Regions from separate parts of the Mus musculus genome. Here region 1 is linked to region 2. The links are chromatin contacts, called in public Hi-C maps. All regions are on one chromosome and are shown on one strand. The core of a region is the stretch at or near the end of the contact, and the rest is flanking DNA. Distances in the headings are between cores, read along the strand shown.

Region 1 (7,560 bases), core at 3,215-5,714, 220 kb after region 2:
GTGAGGAATAACTCTTTCAGAATGTCTGTTTGTGAAGAACAACCTCTTTCAGAATGTCTGTTTGTGAGGAACAACCTCATTTAGAATGTCTGTCTGTGAGGAACGGGGCTGTGGAAATTGCACTATGAAAGTATATTCTTGATATGGAACAGGGCATATTGCTCTGTCCTATGCCAGGTTACAAATGAAGGAAACAGGCTCTTTATATGATGACAAGGGATAGGGGCAGAGATGGACAACACTGTCTTCCATGCCCAGTACAGCTGAGAGGGGCTACCCAGCGGGAGGGACTCTTTGCCATAGTAGCACCATATCTGGACTCTGTTTGCGGTCCACATCAACACTGGCGGCATGTTTACAGGCTGCCAAACTCCTATAAAAAGCCGGGCTGGTGGCAGAGGCCCTTATTCCAGCGCTGTGATTCGAACCAGGGCCTGAGTGAAGACCTGTATGCCCAAACTCCATTGCTGAAGAGAGGGTCTTGGGAGAATGCTATGTAGAAGTGAGGGTCCGTGCTCTGTGCATCACACTTGTTCCAGAAAATAAACAAAGTGCTCCAGAAAATGAAGTCTTATCTTTTTTTATCACAAGTGCTCGCTCAATAAATACGCCCTTGTCTGATCAGTTGAGGGAGGGGCTTAAATACAATTTATAAGAGTGCATTATTCACTGAACCTGGTGACACACGCCTCTAATCCAAATTACTCAGCTGCCAGAAGGACCCCCAAGGTATAGGACAGCCTGGGTGACTTAACTGGGCTTGGCCTCAGAAGTAAGCTTTGCTGCGCCCCCTCCAACACACACATACCCACCCATTTGGGGCTTCTGAGAAGCTCGTGGGTGGAAACAGGATGTTTCTTCTTTGTGTATCTGTGTTAACTGGTGGAGCTGGCATATGCTAAATGCCTGGAGCCTCTGGAACAATCATATGGGAGGACTCCAGGGACTAGCCAAACAGCCAGCCAAGAGTAAGGGCTGGACTGAATAAGGACCAGTTTCCAGAAGGCTCTGGGAGGGGTCTGGAAGAGATGGGCGTCTCTAATTGTGTCAGCTTTCCTGATAGAGTGCACTTTTGTGCAGGAAGAACGGAATAAATCTTGCTTTTTTTTTCCCCAGCACCACCATAAGGAAACAACTCCTCCCCTCTCCCCAGGTCAAAATGAAGTTAGTTTCCACTGAATGCTTGCAGGCTGGTGTCTTGAAGGCTGACCCCGCAGAGCAGGAGCCTCTAAAGCCGAGTCTAATACAGAGAAGTAAGGTTAACAAGAGGCTAGAGTTGGGCATACAGAATCGCTCGGAGAAAGCCCGTGGGCGGAGCTCCGTACAGGTCCGTTGCCATTGGTCTCCGGGCAGTCCCTAGAACCAATCAGCGCGGGCCGAGGCAGCTCAACCCCACAGGTGAGGACCCGCCAGAAGCGCACGCGTGGCAGCGGCCAGCAGGCGTGGGCCCTATTGCACACTTATGTCACCAGGGCTGGTGAGGGGGAGACTCCACCCTTATATCAGGAGAGGGTGTGGCAAGCGGCTTCTTTCGGCTTCTCCGGGTATTTTTTTTTTTTCACTTTTCACTGGCTACTCCTAATCTCAATGCCCAGAAACTCCTTTAAAATTTTTTTTTCTGGTTTAATATAAGGTTGCAGGGTGGTTTGTGGCAAATCCTGGAACCCAGAAATTCTGTATCCTGCGCCCCACCAACTCGCGGACGAACACAGATGGAATGGTCAAGGTCTCTCCTCCAAGGCGACTCAAAGCAGTCTGGCTGAGCTGAAGTGCCAGAGGCCTGCTATAAACAGGGGCGCTCAAGTTTCATGAATCCGCCAGGCTTACAAGGAAAATATCTCATTGTAACACACTGCATGTCCTTTTAAATATTGAGAAAAGCCAACTCCTCTTTACAAAGGTCTATTTACAGGACTAGATATCAATCACGTCTATTTCCATGACTCACTTAATTTTAAGCTTGATTTTTTTTTTTTTTTTTGGACTGGAACTGTTTGTAGTAGTCTTGTGGTTGGAATGTGATGTCTTAATTCCTGTATAGTCTTGGGATCATTAGCATATCCATCACCTTAATCTTTTATCATCCCTTCGTGGTGGGTACATAGACGTTCTCCTATTCTGTTCTATAATATACTATTGTTAACTGGATTCTCCCTGCTGTTCTACAGAACATCATATTGTTGTGGGGGCAAAGATGGAGCAGTACAGCTTCATTTAGCCATGCTTCTTACACGTCACAGGGAAGCAAGTTTTTGAGTGAGTCAATAACAAACTATTTTCTAAATATTTGTCAAACGACCCGCCGAGTGTGTGAGGTGCAGATATAAAAGAATTTTAAATAGAGAAAGCCACTCCTCCTCTGCACAAAACTTTGCTGTGGGGTTCTTGAGCCGCAGGGATGTTGTAACACTTAGCCTCTTGGCTATAATGGAATTTACTATCAAGTTACTAAGAATAATTGTTGCTTCTCACAGCTAACCTCCCCTATCTCTGGGCCAGAAGAACTAGTCTGGCATGCAGAAGCAGCCGTTTTTATTTGAGTTTGGATAGTCTTGGAGAACAAGGAATAAGACAGTCCTAACAAGGTAACGATTTAAGTATAAAAAAACTTTTCTGGTCTTCAATGACACTGGTACCCCATCTCTTCTTTCTTGTCAGTTGAGGAAGGCAGGATAGGCTCTCATTACCCTTGACACTATGCCATGTACTTGGGGGAGTGGAGCCTCTCCCACCAGCCCCGCCCTTAAGTTTCTCTTACTCTCTGAAATAGTCTTGTTGACTGACGTGAGAGGTGAAGTTCCGATGAAGCTCTCTTTATAGCAATAGAAGCTGTTGTGCTGTGCCTGTAGGGTGGGCATTTTGTGCTTCTGTCCATCAGTTTAACTTCCATGTTCACAGAGTGAGAACACAGAACATTCCAAACGGCCCAGAGCAGTGGGTAAGCTGTCTTGGTCCTGGGCTTCAGTTTTGAGGCTTGGTAAAAACAGCACCTCTAACCTCAGAGCTGCCAGTGGTGTTTGTTTTGCTTTATTTGTTTATTTATTTATTTGCTTATTTTTTATTCCTAGTGAACTTATTGTAAATAGTTTTAGTGACTTGAATAGTCATTTTGTAGAAAAAAAAGAAAACCTTGTGTTAAATTTGTTTTAAACTGAAGGGTTTAGACGGAAGCATGCCTATTTAGAACGAGAATTTGTGAGGTGCTGGTTATCAAAACATTAAAAAAAAATCAAAGAAACAAGAGATGTGTAAGATCGCTTTGCAGAGGCAAATGGGAGACTGCAGACTGGGAGAATACATCTTGTCATTATTAGTGGACATTAAACTACTGCTTTTTTAATGAGCAGATTCCTTTAAAAAAAAACAAAATCTACTGTAGCCAGCATTTAATTTCTATTTACTGTAGTAGCAGCCTATCTTTTAAGAATGTCTCCTAAGATAAGAACTCAAAACTCATTTTCAGAGACAGACCTGCTGGATAATAACCTACCACTTGAAAGATAATAAATGCAATTTAATTCATACATTTTGGCATTTTATTTATCTAAAACTAATAGGCCACTATTAAATATTGACAATTTTATTAACTCAGCATCTGGGAAAACACTTATGATTAGGTTAATTTATGTTATATTTGCCCCCCAACTTGTAAAAGATTAATCAACCATTTTATGGTGTAATTTAGGGGCCTAATTAAAAACAGAGCTCAACACATGCTACACAGTGCTGCTGGTAAATCTTGACAGCATTCTAACATAATGGTTTGTGTTTCAAATTGTTGCATCTCAATGTGAATGGCTGACCTTCTCCCAGCAGCCTGGAAGTGAGCCGTGGACTTGTGTTAAACACCAGAACCCTAAGAACAATTATTTAGGAACAGATTATCCCCAGTGAGATCAGAGCCTCCAGGGAAGTCAAGACTGGCCACCAAGTTTTTAGAAACCAACTAGGCTTGTGGAGGTAGGAGATCAGCTAAAAATATAGAGGAAATTACTGTTTTCAGCTGTCATTGGGAGACATTTATTACTGGATTTTAGTATCTCTAGGAAAACCTGGAGTTCTAGCCACATCTGCCTTCTGATTAATGAGCACAAAGTAATCACGGTGTCGTTCTCCACTTGGGATCATTCTATCGTTTTAAATGAACAAATTAATTCCAAAGAGCTTAGGAAGATGTCACTTAACCTGGGCCTCCCAGCCTGAAAAGGGCAAATGGCATTGAATAAACCGTTTCCTCCAGGAGACACTGGCTGTTTTTTCAACCACTATACTTGAGGGCTATTTTTGTCATTTTAATGACTCCTTTGATTCTAGCTGTTCTGTGCAGAGAAATAAAAGTGCCAGAGTGGTATGATTATCCTCATCTAGTTAGAAACCAGTGCAAGATGATTCCCAGTCAATTGTCCCCACATTACAAAGGTTTTAAGATAAATGACAAAGTGGGCACTCGGCACGGGGGCCACCGGAGGTAGGCAGGAAACCTTCAAACACTATTAGAGCAGACATCACTTTGAAGAATTACACATGACTAACAGCACGTTTTAGTCACTAAAGTCAGGGAGCCTGGCACAGAAGGCTGTCCTGTTGGAAGAACTCTTGTCACTTTCTAGCTGTGAGACTTTGAGCAAGTTGATTAACCTCTCTGTTCCGGCCTGTGTTTCGTCACCTGTCAAAGTATCCACTTCACAGGATGGTAATGAGGATTAAATCAGCTAACCATAACACTTGAAACAGTGCCTGGAACAAATGTTTAGTACATTTTAACAGTATTGTTAAACCACACACACACAGACACAAACACACACACAGAGCGAGTCACACACATACACACACCCACAGAGATCGACACCCCCACTCACTCCCCGCCCCCCCCCACTCCCTACCCCCACCCCCCTCTGCCGCTTATTTTGTACAACAGAAATTGAAAGGGGACCTGAAAGAAGTTCCCACTACTGTGGAGCAAATGACAATCATATAAAGTCTGACTAACTTAACTCCTAAACTCTGGTCATCAAATTCTTGGAAATTTACAAAAACTTGAGCTGGATCAAGAAGAAATCCTTTTTAAAAACATCAATGTCTCTCTGTCAGTTTAAATCTTTATACCAGGCCGGCTGGTGGCTTGCTCCAAGGCCTGTAAATTTCTGGTCTCCTAACCCCAATCCTCTCAGACACCACAGCCCCATGAGCCCCTTAGACATCACTAAGTTTGGAAAGTGATCAGAGAACCCTGGATATGAACTGGAAAGTCAGCTCAGAACTCTGGACAAACTGGGCCTCAAACAGACTGGAACTAGCTCATATTAGCTTCGATTTTGCAAACTTGGGTGGTGGAGGCAGCAGGGTCGGCTCCAAGTTGCCACCAAAGCAGGCTCTGACCTCCCAGGATTCTGCCACACACCCTACCCCACCCCCACCCCCACCCCCACGTTGGCTGATGGTGCATTGGTAGGGAGCTGTAAGGACTGCAAATTCCCTGGCATCCAGGAAAATCCACGAGGCTCTGGGCCCCTGGCAGGTCTGTGTATTAACCCATTAAACTCATTAACAACTCGCTCAGACACAGCCACGACCCTCATTCTACAACCGATTGCCCGCTGACCCCAGAACTCAACCATCCATTCCACACACCCTCCCATTTTGTCTCAAAGGCCTTAAAAGCGCCTCGCCTTGCTCACACTTCGGCTTTGAGGACTTGTTTTAACCAAGATTGTGCCTTGCAACAACATTCTAGTTAATCATTATTTATGCTGTTCTCCAGCGGGTGGCCTATCTCGGGACAGAGAAGGAGGGACCCTACAGGCCTGGTTTGGAGCACAGCCTTGAGTGCCCGGTGGACTCCAGCCGGGAAGGGATAGTTGCAGCCCTCTGGGTCAGCGGCTCCTGAGCCTGTTGGATTTAGACTTTCAAGGTTGCTTTCAAATAAATCGTGAAGTCCTTACATTGCTCCAGGCACTCCGAACAGTCTAAAATGATTTATAAGCTCTAAATAAACAGCATTAACTTTTTTTTCTTTTAAGAAAATATTCAGTAACTCTGCTGGCACACTGGTCGCTGGTGGGACAGCCAGGGAAGGCCGCGCGGACAGGACACTTGCGCTACTGCTACTGCAGCTAGATCACCAGGTCACCGCCGCGAGGCCCGTGCCTCCCTATGGCTTCCGAAGGAAAAGGACCCCGGCCCCCCGCGGCCTGTTGGAACCCGGGTGGCCCGCATGGCTGCTGGCGGCGCGGTTTCGGGTCGCCGGTCCCCGCCAAGCTCTTCGGCTGTGCTCTCCGTCGCCGCCCAAGAGAAGCGAGGGCCTCCAGAGCCCCAAGGGCGGTGGCAGGTGGAGGCAGCCACCTCTGCCGCCGCCTCTGTGTGAATCTTCCAGTGGGGATTTCCACCACCTGCCCCAGGTGCCTCTAAAACCTTCAAGGGCTCAGCGACTCGCCCGCCACTTGCTACCAACCCAGCCCGAGTGGGTCTGGTTAAAAAAAAAAAAAAAAAAAAGACCCAGGCTGCCTCGGGTTCGGCTCCGCCAGAAATGATTCTAAAGATTAGCCTGCCACCAGGTCCTCGGAACCTTATCCCAGGAGCCCGTTGTGTACAGGACGAGTGGAGGCAAAGAGGTAATGGCATCAACAACACATCGATGGCAACAGCCTACAGATAGCGAAGGCCCCCGTGGTAAACTGCTCCTGGCTGCACCCAAGGATTCACCCTTCCAGGCCCAGCCAGAATCCAAGTTATTCCCAGTGCCCGGATGAGACCCAGGACTCATCGGACGAGAATCCGAGCGTTGCACCCGGAGTCTCCATTCTTAGCCCGCAGTGTTCTGGGAACTGTGAGAAAGGAGACCGTCACTGCTGGCTTAAACCTCCAGACTTGGGCAACTCTTCCCAATTTAAAATAATAATAATAGTAGTAAAGAACAAAGGGGAGGGGGCGAGAGAGGCTGGGAAGGAAGCTGCTTTAATCCTCAGGGTCAGGCCCTTTTATTTGCCACGCCATCCGTGTCCTAGAAAGTATGGTCGAGGCAGAGAGCCGGGTTCGGTTCGTGTTTCTCCTTGTTTTCGGAAATCCTGATGCTCTTTGAAAGTAATTGGGTCTGGGGGGAAAAAAATCGAGGGAGACGCTAATGCTGGGTGATGACCTAAAGCGCTGAGGACCCGGCTGGGTTTCCGGAAACTGGGGTGTGACCCCTCCAGCAACTCACACCAAACCAGCAGCCCGGGATGCAGTGGGCAGAGGTCGTGAATGTGACCCGGGAGCCTCGGTCCCTTTAGAACTGGGCTCACAGCCGGAAGCCACGACCCCGAAACAACCCTCATTTCTCAATCAATGGCCCAGGGATATTCTTTGAGGTCGGACATGTACCAGGTCCGCAGAAATACACGTCCTTGTCTTGGCGCTCCCAGCACCGAGACCGGGAAGGCGAAGCGGCTGCGCCGGCAGCGCCTCGGGCGCCCAGAAGCCTTCAAAGAGGCTGCGCGCTGCAGTGCGCGCCTTTGCCCGACAGGGACCAGCACAGCTCCACGCCCGGCGCGCCGCAGCCAGCAAAGTCGCGCAGCCTCCCGG
Region 2 (6,604 bases), core at 2,452-4,951:
GGACAAGCAAGGATCATCTCCTTCATCAAGGATCTCCTTGGAGGGAGAGCTGCTCTCACAGAAAAGGCCTTCTCTCTTCCAGCCCCTCTGCATTCTCTTGGCACTCACTTGGAACCAAATCAGATTCTGCCCAGACCCAGGCTCAGCCATACCCTTCCTGCCTAGTGCTTAGGGAGAGCATGGACCCAAGATCCACCATTCTCAGAGCAGCATCTGGGTACACAGGAGATTAAGTAGCACAGCATCTGTACCAGACCTCACTGTTTCTCATCCAGGAAAACATGGATGGGGACCCCAGTGAGACAGATGGACAGCCCAACACCCAACAACGAAGTATCTAAAGAATAAGAATAGAATAAAATAAAACAAAAGCAAACAATTCAGAACAGGACAAAACAAACAAGTGGAAGGAAACGAGACACAGGAAAAGCATAAGACATTCACATAGATGCAGAGACACACAAGCTAATACTCACAGGAATTCCATAAATACATGATTTTAGCTATAATAGTGTTTTGATTTGAACTTGCGTTCCCTTGGTTTTGGTGCATGGATATTCATAATTGCAATGTCTCATTAATGGATCTTTCCTTTCACGACTGTGTACTGTTCTTCCTTATCTTTCTCCTGATTAGTTTTGGTTTGAAGTCTATTTTTTTCTGTTTTAGTCATATATTAAAATGGCTACATTGGCTTGATTATTGGGTCTATTTCCTTCAAATATCTTTTTCTTTTTACCCAGAGGTAATGTGTATCCTTAATGGTATGATATGCTTTTTGGATGCAGCATAAGTCTGGGTCCTGTTTTCTAAAACATCCTACAAGTCTGCATATTTTGATTGGTTGATTGGTTAGTTGGTTTGGTTTGGTTTGTTCTGTTGTGTTTTTGTTTTTTTGTTTTTTGTTTGTTTTGCTTTGCTTTGTTTTGTTTGTTTTTTTGGCTCTTTGAGACAAGGTCTCTCCATGTAGCTCTGGCTGTCTTGAAACTCACTCTTTAGACCAGGCTGTCCTCAAACTCACAGAAATTCTTCTGCTTCTGCCTCCCAAGTGCTAGGATAAAAGGTGTGCATCCCATCACCTGGCTAGTCTGTGGCATTCATGTTCGCAGCTATCAGTGAACACTGTTTGTTGATTGCTATTATTTTGTTGGTTATAGTGTTGGCTTTTTCCTCCCTTTTGATTTGCTGGTCTGAAATGCCTTGTGTTTTCTTGGGCATGGTTAACCAATTCTGATTAAAGTTTTCCTTCTAGTGTCTTCTGCGGAGCTAGATTTGTAGATAGATAGATAGATAGATAGATAGATAGATAGATAGATAGATAGATAATAGATAGAGCTTAAAATTAACTTTATCATAGAATGTTTTGCTTTCTCCATTTATTGTGATTGAAAGTTTTGCTGGATATAGTAGTCTTATTGGCATTGGTAGTTTATTATAATTCCTAGAACATCAATTCAGACTCTTCTAATTTTTAGAGCCTTCACTGAAAAGTCAGGTATTATTCCAATAGGTTTGCCCTTGTATGTTACTTGGACTTTTTCCCTGAAGCTTTTAATATTCTTTTTGTTTGCTTGCTTGAGGTGTTTTATATGTGTTTTGATTGGTATGAGTCATGGGACTTTTTTTTTCTGGTCCAGTCTATTTAGTGTTCTATCTAGTTCTTGTACTTTGATAGGAACCTCCTTATTTAGATTAGGAAATTTTTCTGTATGACTTTGTAGAAAATATTCTACACAACAGATTGGAATACATAGTTTCTCAGCAGTACATAGGACCTTCTCAAAACAGAGAGCATCATAAGATAAAAGCAAGTATCAACATTCTTATATCCTATCAGATCATAATGCAAATAATAATATAAATCAATAATAAGATAATGAAAATATAAATCAATAACAAGATAACTTACAGAAACCACAAAAATACTTGGTTGTTAAATAACATGTTTTTGAATGAGCACAATAAATAAAATAAAATAAAATAAAATAAATAAAAAAGAAGCCAGGCGTGGTGGCGCACGCCTTTAATCCCAACACTCGGGAGGCAAAGGCAGGCAGATTTCTGAGTTCGAGGCCAGCCTGGTCTACAAAGTGGTTCCAGGACAGCCAGGGCTACACAGGGAAACTCTGTCTTGAAAAACAAAAAAACAAAAAAAACAAAAAAAACAAAAAAAAAAAAAAAAAAGAAAAGAAAAGACCCTAGAGACAAGTGATAATGAAAATACATCCTATAAGAATCTCTGGGATGCAGCCAAGGCAGCCCTAAGAGGAAAATTTATAGTGACAAGTATTCATATTAAAAAATCGGAGATATATCAAGTAAATAACCAAACTATATGCTCCAAAAATTAAAAAAATAATCACTCTGAAATATCATAGACAGCAAGAATTTAAAAATGATTGAGAAGAAATTAATGAAATAGAGATTAAGAGAACAAAGGCTTGGTTCTTTGAGAAAGTTAATAAGATTGACAAATTCTCAGCTACTCTGACAAAAAGAGAGATCAAGAATATGTAAACTAGTAAAATCAGAGGTGAAGGGGGGTCATTACAACGAACTCTAGTGAAATATGGTACAGTAAAAATGACTATGAAAACTTTTAGTGAAAATCTGGATAACCCAGAAGAAATAGAAGTATTTCTATTTTACCAAAATTAAGCCTTGAAGATATAAGTACCTTGAATAGACCTATTACAAACAATGAGGCCGAGGCTATTATTAAACCCCTACCTTGAAAGAAATGCCCAGACAGATTTACTGCTAAATTATATTGAATTTACATGGAAATCCTTGGACTAATTCTTTATTTTTCCCCCCACATAATCAAAAGAGACAGAACACTACAAAATTCGTTTTTTAAGCCAGCATTATCCTGATACTAAAACTAACTGCACTACAAAGACAAACAAGGAGACACTACAAAAAAAGAAAATGATAGATTAGTTTATTTGATGAACATATGCAAACATTCTCAACAAAGTACTTGCAAACCAAATCCAGGAACAAATTAAGAAGAGTATACATTACAACCAAGTAATGTATAATCGTGTCATCCCCGAAGGTTGCTTAAACACACCTAAATCAACAAAAGTAGTACAACATAGAAGTAGACAAGTACAGAAACCACCTAATTATTTTTGTTGATGCTGAAAAGACATTGCCAAAATGGCATTTGTGATGAAAATAAAATTGTGGAGACTTTAGGAAAAGTTATATACAACAAACCCATAGCCAATATTATTATACTTGTTGGAGAGAAACCAAAAGCATTTCCTCATAACGTGTAGTTCCTACTACCAAGCTTTGAACTCCGGTGGACCACACTATCAGCCCTGCCCAGGTTCCCTTGGATCCATGGATGAAACACACACACACACACATACACACACACACACATACACACACACACATATACAAACACACATACACACACACATACACACACACATAAACACACACACATACACACACACATACACACACACACACACACACACACACACACACACTAGCTTATTTTTAATATGCTTTTTAGCTTAATGGTTGGCCACTTCTAAGCCTCCCATGGCTAATGTGCCCTTACCTTCACTCGTAGCTCAACATCTCTAAGTCTGCTCTCAACTTAGTTGCCTTAACTTCTTCTTGCTCGGCATCCTAAATCTGCCCTCAGCTTAGTTGCATTTCTAACCTCCTGCCTGCTACCCCAGGCCCAGTCGGGGATGCAGCCAATGGCCACTCTACCAGAAATCTCACATGATTGGTGGCTCTCTCTCCCTTCAAAGCACAGAAAATTCTTTTTCCTCCCCCAGTGTCTCCTAGCACGCCTGCAGGAACCTGGAAGTTCCACCTCTTCCTCCCAGCCATTGACTGCTATCATCTTTATAGATCAGTCAAGAACCAATTAGAGAACAGGACCTTCAGCATTCACACATAGATTCCTGATCAGTCTCAGAACCATCCCTTTCATTTCCCCAATCCAAAAACAACAACAACAACAACAACAACAACAACAACAACAACAACAACAACAAATACAAAAATGACCACCCTCTCCTCTCTTATTTGATACAGTGCTTAAAGTCTTAGCTGTAGAAAGTAGAAATGAGAAAGAGAGAAAGGGGGCTAAAAATAAGAAAGAAAGGAGTCAAACCATCCCTACCTGCAGATGAGAGGACTCTTTTACTTAAAAGATATTATTGAGTTTGCTAGATAATTCTTGAACCTGATAAACAATCACAGTAAAGGTTCAGGACACAAAACCATTGTAAAAACCAACCAACCAAGCAAACACACAAAAACCAGTAGTTTTCATTTATGCCAACAGTGTACTTCACAAAAAGAAATTAAGAAAAATATCCCATTTAAAATAACTCCACAATGTGAGTATTTAGGAATATATCTAACTGGGGCTGGAGAGATGGCTCAGTGATTTAGAGCACTGACTGTTCTTTCAGAGTTTGTGAGTTCAATTCCCAGCAACCACATGGTGGCTCATAACCATCTGTAATGGGATCCAATGCCCTCTTCTGGTCTGTCTGAAAAGAGTGACAGTGTACTCATATAAATAAAGTAAAATAAAAAGAGACTTTATTTAAAAAACAAACAAAAAGGAATATATTTAACTAAAGAAATGAAAGACTTCTAAAACAAAAATAAATAAATAAATATTCAAGATACTGACAAAGGAGATCACAAAATATACTACATGATAGAAAAAGATTCCTTGCTCCTTGGACAGGAGAATTAATAATGTAAAAAAATGCTTAGATAACAAATGAATTCATAGATTTAATGCAATATCTATAAAAATGTTGGTGCCATATTTCACAGGTGTAGGAAAACAATATAAGAAGTACTTGGAGCCGGGCGTGGTGGCACATGCCTTTAATCACAGCACTTGGGAGGCAGAGGCAGGCGGATTTCTGAGTTCGAGGCCAGCCTGGTCTACAAAGTGAGTTCCAGGACAGCCAGAGTTATACAGAGAAACCCTGTCTTGAAAAACCCCCCAAAAAAGTACTTGGAACCATAAAAGACCATGGATAGTCAAAACAATCTTAAGGGTTGAGAACAATGCAGGCCATGTTACAGTACCAACCTGCTATATCTCTGTAGTCATGACCATACCCTGGTACTGGCATAAAAATGGATGCAAAGATCAGCAGAATAGAATCAAGGGATCAGAAGTAAAATGACAGAATCAGGTCCTCTTCATCTCTGACAAAAAAAAAAAAAAAAAAAAAAAAAAAAAAAGGTGTGGGTGGCAAACAAAAACATACATCGGAAAAAAAAGCCCATTCAACAAACCATGCAGGCAACAATGGACTTGTACCTGCAGAATGAAATGCATCCTTATCTTTCAACTTGTACAAAAAAAATCAATTCAAAATGGATTAAAGATCTTAATTCAAAACTTAGAACATTGCAACATTGAAACACAGGGTATGGATAACCTTAGAGACAAGAAGTCAGGACCTTTTTTATATAGAACACCAATAGCCCTGGGACTAACTGTAGTATCAACAGATGGACCACAGAAAAATACAAAGCTTCAGTGCGGCAGGGGACATGCTCAACAAGTTAGCAGACAGCTTAGAGAATGGGAGAAAAATACGTATCCTACGCACTTCAGACAAGGGGCTAATGTCCAGAACTTAAAAGAATAGTAGAAATTAAATACCAAGATAAAAATTGCTGATCAGCAGATGCACAGATAAATCAAATAGACACTGGAGAGAGAGAGAGAGAGAGAGAGAGAGAGAGAGAGAGAGAGAGAGAGAGAGAGAGAGAAAATCTATTCTAAAAATAGAATTTGCATATGACCCAGCTACTTCACCCTGTCTACATCCAGAGAACTCCATAATCTACCATGGAGGGCTTTGCCCTCCAGGCTTATTGCCACTTTATTCACTGTGAGAAAGAACTGGAATTAACCTACTTGATTACCATTAACCAGTAAACTGATAAGGAAAAGTTGGTGTGTGGGGGACACATATACATATATATGAATATTAATTATAGAAAATGAGATAACAAAACTTGCAGGAAAATGGTTGGACTTAGAATGTTTAATATTAAGTGCAGTCACACATCATAGAAAACAAAAACACTTGTTCTCCCTCATAAGAAACCTAGCCAATAGACTATGTATGTATGAGAACAAATGTGCATGTGGGAAACAGTATAACACGCAGGAAAAAGAAGAAAGGGTAAACACTAGGGGAATGAGGAAGGACTGAGTGCAGGCCACCAACCCAAGTTATGAAAGAGAATATAAAGGTATTGTTTTTCTAGTTGGAACTTGGCCATTGGTTTATTCAGCTTGGGTGGTGGATAACTGCATTAAAGTACATTAAATTACATTAGTGTAAGCAAGAAAGTCCAATGTTAAGCTACTCACCATCTATTCTGAATGCCTACTCTAACCCTATGGAAGTTCATTGAGTTGGGTAGCCTTTGGGTCATAAATTCATTCTGATGTATTTTTTTTTATTTGCAAGGCTTTTAAAAAATAGTCATGTTTAAAATAAAATTAAAATAGTTTTTAAAGTAAATAATAATAATAATAATAATATCCTCTAGGAACCAAGTATTGAATTCATAAGCC

The links. Hi-C and Micro-C count contacts between places; a contact is called where the count stands out from the background.
Region 1: a contact with region 2 is called in a Hi-C map of the N1E-115 cell line, with 5 times the contacts expected there. The contact joins two enhancer-like sites. A contact is called at or near these places in 7 of 39 promoter capture datasets (the 3T3-L1 cell line, cranial neural crest, frontonasal cranial neural crest and 3 more), 5 of 484 Hi-C or Micro-C datasets (the N1E-115 cell line, embryonic stem cells, liver and 1 more) and 1 of 115 datasets of contacts at active chromatin or transcription factors (embryonic stem cells).

Annotation. Positions count from the first base shown.
Region 1 is chr11:63,913,162-63,920,721 of GRCm38.p6, forward strand. The region is part of intron 1 of Hs3st3b1 (heparan sulfate (glucosamine) 3-O-sulfotransferase 3B1); the gene reads right to left. Among named protein-coding and RNA genes, the nearest start is that of Hs3st3b1, 5.3 kb to the right of the region's middle. Within about 2 kb of position 4,465, at least 16 of the 459 cell types and tissues checked have an H3K27ac peak or open chromatin away from gene starts, as enhancers often do. A contact at or near this core is called in the N1E-115 cell line, where this site is marked.
Region 2 is chr11:63,696,495-63,703,098 of GRCm38.p6, forward strand. No RefSeq gene overlaps it. Among named protein-coding and RNA genes, the nearest start is that of Gm29958, 81 kb to the left of the region's middle. Within about 2 kb of position 3,702, at least 1 of the 459 cell types and tissues checked has an H3K27ac peak or open chromatin away from gene starts, as enhancers often do. A contact at or near this core is called in the N1E-115 cell line, where this site is marked.